Regions from separate parts of the Ovis canadensis genome. Here region 1 is linked to region 2. The links are chromatin contacts, called in public Hi-C maps. All regions are on one chromosome and are shown on one strand. The core of a region is the stretch at or near the end of the contact, and the rest is flanking DNA. Distances in the headings are between cores, read along the strand shown. Region 1 has its middle 89 kb from the start of ZBTB10. Region 2 holds the start of ZBTB10 (zinc finger and BTB domain containing 10).

The links. A called contact is a pair of places that touch in the nucleus more often than the background predicts.
Region 1: a Hi-C map of fibroblasts shows a contact between it and region 2, with 3 times the contacts expected there. The contact joins the enhancer-like site here to the promoter of ZBTB10 in region 2. A contact is called at or near these places in 2 of 2 Hi-C or Micro-C datasets (fibroblasts and lung).

Annotation. Positions count from the first base shown.
Region 1 is chr9:66,919,414-66,925,898 of ARS-UI_OviCan_v2, forward strand. No RefSeq gene overlaps it. Among named protein-coding and RNA genes, the nearest start is that of ZBTB10, 89 kb to the left of the region's middle. Within about 2 kb of position 3,103, the one cell type or tissue checked has open chromatin away from gene starts, as enhancers often do. A contact at or near this core is called in fibroblasts, where this site is marked.
Region 2 is chr9:66,831,119-66,837,376 of ARS-UI_OviCan_v2, forward strand. It overlaps ZBTB10 (zinc finger and BTB domain containing 10), which reads left to right and starts at 2,190. Exons shown (of 6, transcript XM_069601083.1): 1 at 2,190-3,274. The coding sequence starts at 2,309.

The DNA.
Region 1 (6,485 bases), core at 1,853-4,352, 89 kb after region 2:
TGGTTTGCTGTATTCTCTCGAAAGCTTTACATGCATGCATGCTGTTGCTGATGACCAAATGATCTCCCTCTGCTGAGAATGCCAAAAATGGGATGAAGAAAGTCAACTAAGAGAATAAGACTTTGATATTCCAACCTTTTTTTTTTCCAGTTGGAGATTCAACCTGACTCCAACATCAACAAGTTGTAGCTCAAAGTGGCAGTAATACCTTAAACTTTGACTACAACTGAGAAAATTGATCGAAAGGGGGAATTGATAAAGTTAATTTGAATATTGGCACCCATAAAATGGAGGCCAACTCAGTGGCCCAGCCCATGTCACAAACCTAAACTTAAGTCAGCCTGCACTTACAGGAAACCCCTGTTAATGAAACCTAACATATATCTATCATAATCCTCCAACCCAGCTTTAGCTAGCTTAACTTACCCTAGAAAACAGGACTTTCAGGCTTTCTAAGGAAATCCCTGATCTCCTAGTTAATCATGCAGTGTTTCTATATCACCTCTTTCTCTCTATAAAACTCCCTCTTGTCTCACATCTCTAGAAAGCAATATTCCTCTGCTTATGAGGCACAGTACTCCTTGATTCATGGATTGTTTTCTCTTGAATAAAGGACATCAAACTCCTTACTGAAAAAAAAGTATAAGCAACAGGGTATAAACAACTAAAAATGTTTGGTTTATCATTAAACTCAGAACATATGCTTTCACATATTGCCACAATTTTAAGTGCTCATGTGAAACTACATTAACAATTTGTACTTAGTAGGTTTGGGCCTGGTAGGTTGCTGCTTTTTATATTTCTGAAGTTTACAATATAGTACCAAGATTTTTTAGACGAACACTTAAGAAATAAAGAAAATAATAACTTGTGAGTTTACCTATCTAATGCCAGAAAAACTAGATGAAATTGAGAAATTCAGTTAACCCATACACATATTGATCCGTAGTTATATTCAATCTTATTCTAGATGAGATGTAAGAGAAATCCCACCCGTGAGGAATGTGTGGTCAGGGAACAAACTGCTCAGTGACAGCTGGCTTGGTGGGTCTTCATCCCAACCTTTCCGACTACAGTTGTCAGGATCTACACCTGTTTTATGCCCTCTTTAAGCATCAGTTTCTTCATCCATAAAATGGGATAATATTAATATTTACTTTCTATGTTTAAGAAGATTAAATAAAATGCTAATGTCTATAAATTGCTGAGAATAATGCCTGGAATGCAGTGAACTCTCAAAAACTATTACATACCAACTAGCTGGGAAGTAAAGACTCGAAGTCATTCGTTTTATGTCAAAATAAGTTAGCATTTAGAATAGACATACTTGGAAGTTTGCCTACGTTTTCATCTTTTCTTTTTGGTCAAAGAGTTGAAACCAGATGGGATATTGTACAATTACAAACCTACAAGTTTTCCTGTTTCTTTTAATTTGATACCTAATTTGGGAATATGTGGGTAAAAGAAACCAAAGAATATTCCTCTGAGTAATACCTGAAAACAAGAGTTACAGATTAGGGTTTTCAGAACAAACAACAAAACCAAAATCCTGGCTATCTACACAGAAAGTGTTCTTTAAGGCTTGACAGGATTCTTTGACCTTTGTTTTATGAAACATGGACAATCTTACATTTGATTGGTGAATTTTCTGCTGGCTTTTTTTTTTTTTTCTTCTTAAACCATGTTCCCTGCCTGCAAAGCTAAACCTATTTATGGTGAGCACTGTTTTTTCAATTAGGTTTATTTTCATTTTCCCATAGGCCAAGTTAGCTGAGAATGTCCCAACGTTTATTTTCCTTTCCTTTCCTTTGTATAATGGTTTTTAAAATTAAAATATACAGCACTTATATCTATTGACTTTTTTGAAATACTGTCTAAATTTTTTTCTTTTTTGCACATTTAATGCTCCGTCATGAGACGTATTATTCAAAATGCTTTTCACTATTCACAAATGCTTCTCAGAGTGTAATGGTAGTCCATTTTTGTGGTTAGCTTTTGGAGAGCAAGGATCAAGCCCATTCTGCCAACTTTGTGAAATGTCTCGTACAAGCTGGTGCTCAGCAGAGTACTTAAGAAAGCTGATGTGTTTGTGACTTGGCTTTTCCCCAAACTTTTCAGCTGGACGTCAGCATTCCATCCAGATTGTCAATTTCTCAAGCTTAATATTTCCTTCCTTAATACATCCTTTCCAACAGGCCCCTCCTTTTGGGGGTGTGGGTGGGGGCTGGGGTAGGGAGAAAAGGACTCTAAGCTCCGCATCAACTTTCTAATAGTTTTGTAACACACTATTCTCTGGTGAGAACCCTGGGTGAGAGCAAGTCTTAGCTAAGCACTTTGTTTTCGGGAGAGCGCTTCAGGTTTACAGCCCTTGGGGAAGAGGGTTTGTTCATCCCTGGAAAACTGCGGGCGGCTCTGGGGCCGGGGAGCTGCGGGCGGCTCTCGGGGGCTGGGAAGGTCAGCGCAGCTGGAGAGGGGCCCGCTAGCCTCAGGGGAAGGGGAGAGTCCTGGTTCGTTCCCGGGGCGCTCCTCGCGGGCTGGGGTGGGCGGACCCCCAGCCCCTGGAGCTCCTCCCCGCGCGGCCTCCCGCCCACCCGCCGCTGTCCCCGCCCGCGCCAGCGCTCAGCCGCTGGCTCCAGCCCCTCCTCCTGCCCAGAGGCGCGGGGGCAGGAATTCGGCCGCCGAGCTCCCCGGGGCACTGTGCCCCGGAGGGCTGGGCCGCGCCCTCCTCCCCGGCTCCTTTCCCCTCCAAGCTCCCCTCCTCCCGGCCTCCCCCTCCCAGCGCCCCCCCCCCCCCCCCCGCCCAATCCCGGCGGCTCCGGACTCCTCCCCGCACTCCTCCCTGCCCGCCACCCACGCTCCCTCTCCCTTCCTTCTTTTCTCGCCTGGGCCCTTCTTCCTGCTCCCCTCTCCTCCCCGCTCCCCTCCTCTCTTCCTCCAGATCCCTATCCTCGCCCATTCCCCATCCCTCCCTCTTCCTCCTGGGCTCCCCCCGCCCGCGCCTTCTTCGACCCCTCCTCCCCAACTCTTTTCTCCTCGGTTCCTCCCTGGAACCCCTCCCCTCTCCGCTCCTCCCCCCTCATCCCTCTCCTCTGCTCCCCGCCTTCCTCCCCGGCTCCTCTTTCCCGGTTCGCGGAGCTCCCACGCGGTTGCTATGGAGGCGCCCGCGGCTGCTAGCCGCCCGCCGGGAGCTGCCCTGGGGCCCGGGGACGGAGCGGTGACTTTGCCCGAGGCCGTGGCGCCTCGCGCCCTTGGGGCCCGGGAACAAAGCGCGCCCTCCCCCATCTCGGGAGTGCGCTGCCAGACCTTCAGACGCCCCGGACCCGGCGGGCGAATCTGCTGGTCCGCAACCTCTGGGGATCGGACCCCAGGGGTCGGGGTGACAGCTGCGTGCTACCGACCTACCTTGTGGCCCCCAGAAGATCACTCCCGCTCCCCCTATTCCTACCTCCCATCCCGGAGGTGTCTCTGAGGCCGGGGGACAGCCAGATGGCCCCATTTAAAAGGATCGTCCCCTTTTGTTGGGGGGCCGAAGCAGCGCCCAGGCCAATTTACATAGGAAAATGGGGTTTGTGTCCCCAATTCAGGGCGGTGCCCCGACAGCTGGTGGTTCTGTCATCGTGTCAGGACCCCACAGCGTGATGTTTAAATTGACTTGATGTGTGCAGATGTTTGCGTGTGAATAGCAATTGATTGAGAACCGGTAGCTATTAGGTCAGGCTTTCAGAAACTCAGTTCACAGAGGAAATTTTTATCAGCCTGGGCACAACAGTAAGATGGTAGAATGGAAGTGTCCTGCTGAAGACTTAGGATCCTCTCTTAGAGAACTCATAGTTTATCACTTTGTTGGGAAATCGAAAAAGCCCAATAGTTGGACCTGAAGAGAATTTTGAAATCCTTACTGTTCTTTTTGGTTGTTCCTTGTCAAAGTTGTAAGGTTGAACATAAGAATAGGGGTGAGGAGGACTGCTAGGACTTCAAAATGATCCATGAAAGATCTAATCTAATTCACTTTATTAAAATAACTCAGCCAGCTGCTATAGCCTGTAGCAAACTGAAAGTTGTTGCTAGTTTGAGATCAGTAGTTTAAATGTATACTTAAATGATAGGACTGTTAAGACCAGAGAGGACCTTCAATTCTTATTTTACCAGTAAGGAATTTAAATCTCAGAGAGGTTAAGTGATTTTCCTAAGATCTTAACAACTCTTGGAGTATGATCTCAACGAAGGAAAAGGAAACGAAGACAGTAGATTTAGGAGCCCTTGAAAATACCTTAATCAAGACGTTCTCAAACCTTTCCACCAGTCCGCTGGAGCCACCAACAGGTAACTCCCTAGAAGACAAGGAATGGAGAGGAATTTTTTTCCCCTCTGCCTGCATTCATCAACTTCAGCTCAAGTCTGTTGTTCTTGTTTAGTTGCTAAGTCGTGTGCAACTCTTTTTCGACCCCATAGACTAGCCTGTCTGTCCATGGGATTTCCCAGGCAAGAATACTGGAGTGAGTTGCCATTTCCTTCTCCAGGGAACCTTCCTGACCCAGGAATCGGACCAGTGTCTCCTGCATTGGCACACAGATTCTTTACCACTGAGCCACCAGGAAAGTCACAGGGCTTTGGAGCCAATTTTAGCCACTAGAGTCTTCCTGAACCCTGAACCGAAACTTGTGACTTCATTTCCATCAGAGTGTTCATTTTGTGATGAAATGGAAAGGGACTGGTTAGAATTTGTATGAAATGGGAAATCAAAGCTGGGCAGGAACCCTCTGGTCACCTTTTCAGGAAGAAGGCCAAAGTGATCAATGGAACCAGTGTTCACCTTGCTAGAAGGTAGGATAGCTAATTTGGAAAGGCTTTGTGGTTAAGACTTTATACTCCCAGTACAAGGGATGTGGATTTGATCCCTGGTTGGGAAACTAAGACCCTACATGCTCCAAAAAAACATTGAAAACAACCTTTGAAACGTGGTCTCCTTACTTCAAGGATTGTGTTGGAAGAGTTTTATCTGCTAAACTTGCTGGTAGACTTATGTTGGAAAAAAACTTCTGCCTTTAAACCTGAAGTGACTGGGAAAAATTAGGAAAGAGTGCTTCTGGGTACGATTTTAGAAGAGCTATAGCATGCCACATAAAAGAAGAATATGAGTTCACACACTGTACTTCAAATGAGAAATACCAAGAATGTGCAGCTGGGTTGGAACTGGAAATGGGTGTTAATTTCTGCTCTGCTTCTCCTACCAAACAAAGCAGCAATGTTTTTTTTCTGCCTCCTATTTGCTTGGACCCAAGTGGTACTAAGATGAGAGTGCCAAATATGTGATGAGGATATTAGGTAATGAATATAAGAACCTCTCAATTCTTAGAAAGGGAGTGTCTTTAGAATAATATATTTTAAAAATAACTATATACAAGAAAATTATTTGAAATGGACTCCCCCCTTAGTACCACATACATACTCTTATCGCTCTTTACTTTGACTACCTGTTAGTACTTGTATTGGTTAGTTATTGAGGTATAACAAACAACCCCCCAAAACACCGAAAAACAGCTGTTTATTAGTATAGCTCATGCACCTGTGGGTCATAAAAGGTCAGCTCCTCTAGGTCGGGCATGTTGGTGGCCCTGCTAATGCTGGCTCAGCTTAAGCATGCACCTCAGGGTCTCCTGGAGCTCTGCTTTAGACTAAGTTTGGCTGAAGAAGTTTAGCTGAAACAGCTTTGCTCCATGTCTTTTATCCTTCTGAGACTGGCAGACCATCTCAGGCACCTTCTTCCATGGCAATGACAGAGGAGCAAGAAGGGAGTGGGAATCACGGACTCTGGTGGTCTGTGTTTCACTAGAGTCAGGAGCTGGCACCCTGTTACTTCTACCTTATTCTTCTGGCCAAATCAGGTCACATGGCCAGCCTTGATCAAATCAAGTCACAATGAAAGAAGGAAGCCTAGCTCACTGCAGAAAACAGGACAGAGGGAACAGATAGAGGTAGGGTAAAGAATTAGAGCCATGAATGCGGTCAAACACAGCTCTTGTTAACATCTGCTATAGTATCTATTTCACTTATAAGTTTACTCAGAAGTTTGTTTCTGTTGCTGCTAGAATGTAAGCTCCATAAGGGCAGGAATTTTCGTCTGCATTGTTTGTTGCTAATCCTCCACATCCAAAACAGTGGCATATTGTAGATGCTTAATAAGCCTTGGATGAATCTTTAAGGAGGTTTATATTACTTATTTGGCTTATTTATAAAGCCCAATGGAGAAGGCAATGGCACCCCACTCCAGTACTCTTGCCTGGAAAATCCCATGGACCGAGGAGCCTGGTAGGCTGCAGTCCATGGGGTCGCTAGGAGTCGGACACGACTGAGCAACTTCACTTTCACTTTTCACTTTCATGCATTGGAGAAGGAAATGGCAACCCACTCCAGTATTCTTGCCTGGAGAATCCCAGAGACAGTGGGCCCCGTCTATGGGGTCGCAGAGAGTCGGACACAACTGA
Region 2 (6,258 bases), core at 940-3,439:
ATGGCTGTGCATGGGTTTAGTCTATTCAAAAATCTTAAGGCAAATAGTATTTTATAATATGTCTGGGATAATCTGTTTTTTTAATCTTGAAAAAAATACCATATTCAAAGTTTTAAATACTGTTTATTTTAAAAATAGAAATTACTGAAGAGAACAGAATCATTAAACTAGAGAGCCTAAATATTGTAACACGTTGTAACACATACTCTTTATTAAATCATATAACGTTCCATTAACATATAACGTAAAAGATTAAAGCCTCTAACACATGATAATCTATAACCGTAGAGTTGTGTGTTTTTCCCATTTTTCCCCATGCACATCCTGACATACATTAATGTAAAAAGTAACATGTCCTTTTTTTCCCTCCTCAATAATTATCTTGAACGTATTTTGAATGTTTGTGATTAACCTTTTAATACTGTTTTATTTAGTCCTCTTAATATATTTATTAAAACAGTAAAAAGCTCCTCCATAGTTTGAGAATATCTTTCTTTAATCTGAAATGTTTGAATAAAAATGATTTAAGATTTGTTTCACATTACTTTTAACTTGTTTTTAAAAGTTTATTTCAGGTTTCAAAGAGTAAAATGAATCTCAACACTTTAGAATTTGCTAAATTTAGCACATTAAAAAATACTTTAAAATACGAGTATAAGGGCTCCAAATTGGAAAATCTTTTTCTGAACAAGTTGACTACGATTATTATTGTAAGAGTTTCATTTCCAGCTCCATCTGTTTTTCTAATCACTCTAAATTCCATGTGCAGTGTCAACAGTTAAAAAAAAAAAAAAGAACAACCCAAAGTCTTAAAAATCAATCCTTGTCTTAACACACACGCTCTTCGGAGTCGCACGCAGCGTCTGTGTGAGCCGACTCCTCCCCACTCTTGGGGAAAACCCTGCCTAATATTTATAACGTTATGACATACTGTAATACTCACAAGGTGGTTGTAGAAGTATAAACACGACTGGAGCTATCTGATTGGCTGCTGGTGATGTAACACCCATGTCAATACTTCCCACTGAACGCACGTGTTCGACCTTTTATTTAAATTTCCATTTCATCACAGCAATAAGACACTCGGGGCGGTGCATTTTCTGTGAAATGATTATCGCCCAGAGCTGCTGCATCGAATACACAATGCAGCAGACGAGGAGGTGCCCCCGGTTGTAACCTCCTCGCCCGAAAGGTACAGCCTGGTCCAGTCTTTGTGAAGGAACAAAAATAAGTTCACTTCCTCGGGCACCGTTACCCCCCGCCCCCACCCACCCCACCTCAGCAAATGACAAGGCTGGAGAGCAGCTCCCACCGTACAGTTATTTCTCAAAGTCCCAGGTGAACTCGTGGCGAGGGAAGGAAAATGTGCGTCCCGGGCGCGGGTAGGTGCGTGCGGGCAGCGGGGAGGCGGCCAGACCTGACACTCGCCAGCTGTTTGTCCTCCGCGGAGCCCGGCCCCGGCTGCACACGCCCGCCCCCTCCCCGAGACCCCCCAGCCCGCCGCCCGGCCTTTTGTCCCCCGCCCCTCGGCCGACTTCCTTCCCCCGCGGCCGCACCCCCGCCCCCAGGCCGGAGGCGCGGCCCGGCCCCTTTCCCGGTCCCCAGGCGCCCCCACCCCACCCCAGCCCAGCCCCAAGCCCAGCCCCCTCCCCCCGCCCGGCCCCCACCCTTTCCCCCTCCAGCGGTTACTGCTACCCCGGTGCATTGTGGGCGCACGGTCCGTTGTTCATTTGCCATTCGACCTCCGCCAGGGCCTGGTCGGACGGAAACGCTCCGCCGGCTTTATTGTCGGTTCGTTATGTGGCGGAGCCCGGCAGTTTAACGTGCCTCTCGCCCTCAGCGCTTCGGAAGCCGGCAGCCGCGTCGGGACCCCTCGGCGCGCCGGAGGAAGGATATCTTGTTTGGAGGGTCGGTGTGTGCGCGCGGCTTTAAAGAGGGGGCAGCGGAGGGTCTCCCCGCACTCCGCCTCTCAACTTCGAAGGCCCCACGCGCGCCGGCTCGCTGCTCACCTCTCCGCCGCCCGCCCCCCCCTTCTCCGCGCGGGACGCTGCCCGGAGCGCCGCGGGGCGGGGGTGGAGGACGAGGAGGCGGCGGCCCGGCGGGCGGCGGCGGCGGCGGCGGCGGACGCGTGAGGCAGCCCCGGGGAGCGAGCGCGAGCCGGGCGGGAGGGCGAGGCCGAGCCCCGCGAGACCGGAACGCCCGCGGTGGGGGCGGGAGCGAAGCGGAGGGGGAGCGGCGGGGAGCGCGCGGGACGCGGCCCGAGGCCGGGCGCGAGCCGGGGCACCGGGCGGCGGCGGCGGCGCGCGCCATGTCGTTCAGTGAAATGAACCGCAGGACGCTGGCGTTCCGAGGAGGCGGGTTGGTCACCGCCAGCGGCGGCGGCGGCTCCGCGAACAATAACGTTGGCGGGGAGGCCTCGGCTTGGCCCCAGCAGCCCCAGCCAAGACAGCCCCCGCCGCCAGCGCCGCAGCCGCTCAATGGGCGGGGGGCCGACGAGGAAGTGGAATTGGAGGGCCTGGAGCCCCAAGACCTGGAGGCCTCCGCCGGGGCTGCCGCCGCCGCCGAGGAAACCAAGGAGTTGCTGCTCCCCCAAGACGCGGGCGGCCCCACCTCGCTGGGCGGCGGTGGCGCCGGGGGCCCCCTGCTAGCGGAAAGGAACCGTCGGACTCTGGCCTTTCGAGGCGGCGGCGGCGGGGGGCTCGGCAACAATGGCAGTAGCCGCGGCCGCCCCGAGACCTCGGCGTGGCCCCTGAGGCATTTCAATGGGCGAGGGCCGGCGGCCGTGGAGCTGGAGCTGGACGCGCTGGAGGGGAAGGAGTTGATGCCGGACGGCGCGTCCCTGAGCGACAGCACCGAGGACGAAGAGGAGGGGGCGAGCCTGGGCGACGGCAGCGGGGCGGAAGGAGGCAGCTGCAGCAGCAGCAGGCGGTCGGGCGGCGATGGCGGGGACGAAGCGGAGGGCAGCGGTGTGGGAGCTGGAGAAGGAGAGACTGTCCAGCACTTCCCGCTCGCGCGGCCCAAGTCCCTAATGCAGAAGCTCCACTGCTCTTTCCAGACCTCCTGGCTCAAAGATTTTCCCTGGCTGCGCTATTCCAAGGATACTGGCCTTATGTCTTGCGGCTGGTGCCAAAAGCCCCCCGAGGACGGAGGAAGCGGGGATCTGCCCCCAGTGGGGCACGACGAGCTTTCGCGAGGGACCCGCAACTACAAGAAAACCCTCCTTCTGAGGCACCACGTCTCTACCGAGCACAAACTCCACGAAGCCAACGCCCAGGTACGATATATGTTGCTCCTGCTTTTTCAGATCTTTGGGGGAAAGGTTTATCAGCTAAAACTCACTCTACTGGGTGAAGACATCTTTCCTGTTAGGAGAGAGGTGTAGGGAATTTAGGCGTGGGGGGTTCGAAAGCCTGGGAATAAGTTTTCAAAAGTTAACCGGGGGAGTTGGGGGGAGGGGGAGGAATGACAATTTTCTAATCATAGCACTGAATTTGATTTAATTTTTTTCATGACTCAGATTTCTTTGCCCGTCAGATTGAATCAGAAGGAAAGTTTAATAAGCGAGGTTGAAGGTTTTAACCCTGTAAGGTTGGCTTTGTGGTTAGAATGTTATTAGCTGTGATTTTAGAAAAGCTGCTTTAATGTTGGTAGTCTTTTAGCGTGCTGTTGGAAGTCAAATCTGGTAGCTCTTTGAAGAATGAATTAAACTCTTTCCTTAACCTTTGACGCTACCCCTTTTAGGAGAACATGCAACCGAGAAAATTCTTTTTATCATGTCAGGATAATGTGAAATATGAGAGAGTAGTATGTAAATGTAGAGGAAGCTATTTGTATAAGACTTAGTGAATGATTATACTAAATTCATCTCCTTAAACTTTTTGTTGAACTTCTCTTTCCAAAGGTATGCTTTTGGTAAATTGTGGTAGTTTTTACTTGCTTCCTTCTCCAGATTTCTATGCTGAGATTTTCTGTAATCCCCTTTTTCAAAAAGTTTTCATTTAAATGTAGTTTACTTTAAACTTAGGATATTTGAAATGTTGACTGTAAAGTTACTTCTACCAACTAGTTGGTTCGAACTGGTAGAGAATGTATTTACCAAAATCATAAGTTCTTAGTTATTAAACAGGTAAATGGTACTTCTTAAATCTTGTCTTAGTATTTCTGGATTAAAGATAATAGTCTTATCATTTTGATAATCTCTTTCCAAGCCAAGCAGATGTTAATCAGTCCTCCTAAGACAACCTGTGGTTGTAGATGGAATTCATTCTTTTGTATCGGTAGCCAGGCATTGATTTCAGAAAGTCACCTTTCAGATACTAGTCCCTTTGTGTGTTGGAGTGATCTTGCTGTTTAGAACACTTTTAGTGGAGTTAATTAGGCACTGTCTAATAACCCTGTAGCCCAGAAATTTCTCAGAAGTTGAGACTTTAACATTAAGGCATAGGGTTGTTTTTCTCAGGGGGGTAATGGCAACAGTTTTTTTTCACAACTTTTAGTTGCCTAAGCCCTACAAGGAAGGTCATTTAAAGATGTAAGGCCCGGAAAGGTTAAGTAAATTGTCCCAAGTCTTACAGTTTTTGGTTATAAATGAGACTAGCCTTTATAAAGAATGTTGCAATGGAGGAAGGAAAAAAAGGTTTTGGAATAAAATCTAGGTTCACATCTCAGCTTTCTGCAGTTACTAGCTTTGTGACCAAACACAGATGTCCCTTATTTTGGCAAGTAATTATTCTGTTCCCATTTTACAGAAGAGGAGTCTAGAGGCTTCGAGGCGTTATATATTCCTGAAGTTAAGTAGTATGATGAAGTGGAGGGCTTGTGAAAATGAAAGTATGTTTTTCTAAGTGATGAGTTGGTTGTGATGAGTTGGTTATTTAGAAAAATCTAAAAGGACAATCAAACTGAATTTTCTTAATTCAGTGGATCAGTTACTCTTCAGTGTAGTCTGTGTAGGCAGATCTGAATGGGTGTGCAAATTATTACAATTAGCTGCTTAGTGAACCTGAAATCAGAGGAACGGGGAATTAGTTGGATAACCTTATGATAGACTTAGCATGGTGTATTCCTCTCCCCTCGGCATATATCTGGATTAGGGAATTCATCCCTAGGTAAAACCTTTTCTAAACTTAATCCCTGAATTATCCCTCCCTTACCCTTTGCCCCCTTGAAACTCCCTTTTTACAATATAATCTGCAGACCAACTACTTTCTCTTAGGACATTATATCATTAGACTGAGAATAATACAATTTAGTCAGTCATTCTGTTTGTCTAAGGCTATTTATTGGTTCCCTTGATTGGATTTTGAATGTTTCCACTCTGAACTGATCCTAATCATTTCTATTTACATTCTAAGCTTAGTTTGGGGTATTACCTTGTAATTGACCCCAGGTACCACCTATAGGATCTTTTTGTCTTGTTAATACATGAGTGACAGGTTCAAGAACTTAGTTATTTCTTCCTATGCGCAGTTAATTATTTTTTTTCATTGCCCTGCAGCTTTTGATTACCTGCAGGAGGCAGTATAACACAGTCTGTAAGAGCATTCTTGAGCTTTAAAGTAGGGGAACCTGAGTCCTAATCCTCTTTCTTGACAGGCAAATGAGTTAACTTCCAGTTTCTTCATGCATGCAAAGTGTATATGCCAGCACCTAGTCACTTAGTAAATGATAACCATTATTTATTATCACCATTACTTATTTTCTTTGGAAATAGCTAATTCTGTAGGGTGGGGGGAACTGGCACTTCATGTCTCAGTGTTACCAGTTTTCTCAGTTTGCAAGCCACTTGCATGGAATCATGGAATCTCATGGAATCACTCTTGATTCTAGAGAACAAACCAGTTTTTTTCATGCTTTTAGAGACTTTGGCCATTCAGGTTCTTTGAACATTCTCATTGCACATGCAGTTTTTCTCATCTTCATGAAGAGTATCTTGCATGAGCTTTCTCCTGCCTTAAAATTACTGAAATAGTTTTGTAGTTCCTCAGGCAAGAATTAAGTTTGAAGTTGGGACACAGTTCACTCCCTTTATCCCCCCTCTCCACTTTTTTTCTTTAATTTTAATGAGTCTGTTTTCATGGGGAGTTTAGCCAAATCTTAGTATGTGAATAAGGGTTACTTTACTTTTTATTATGATTTCTGTAAAGGGAAAGATCATGGTGGTGGCCAAGAGACTGTGGCATATTCTTTTTTTTTTTGCAGGGGAGGGGGAGGTGGGGGGCCTGCCTTGCTACTTGTGGGCGGGATCCCTGACTAGGA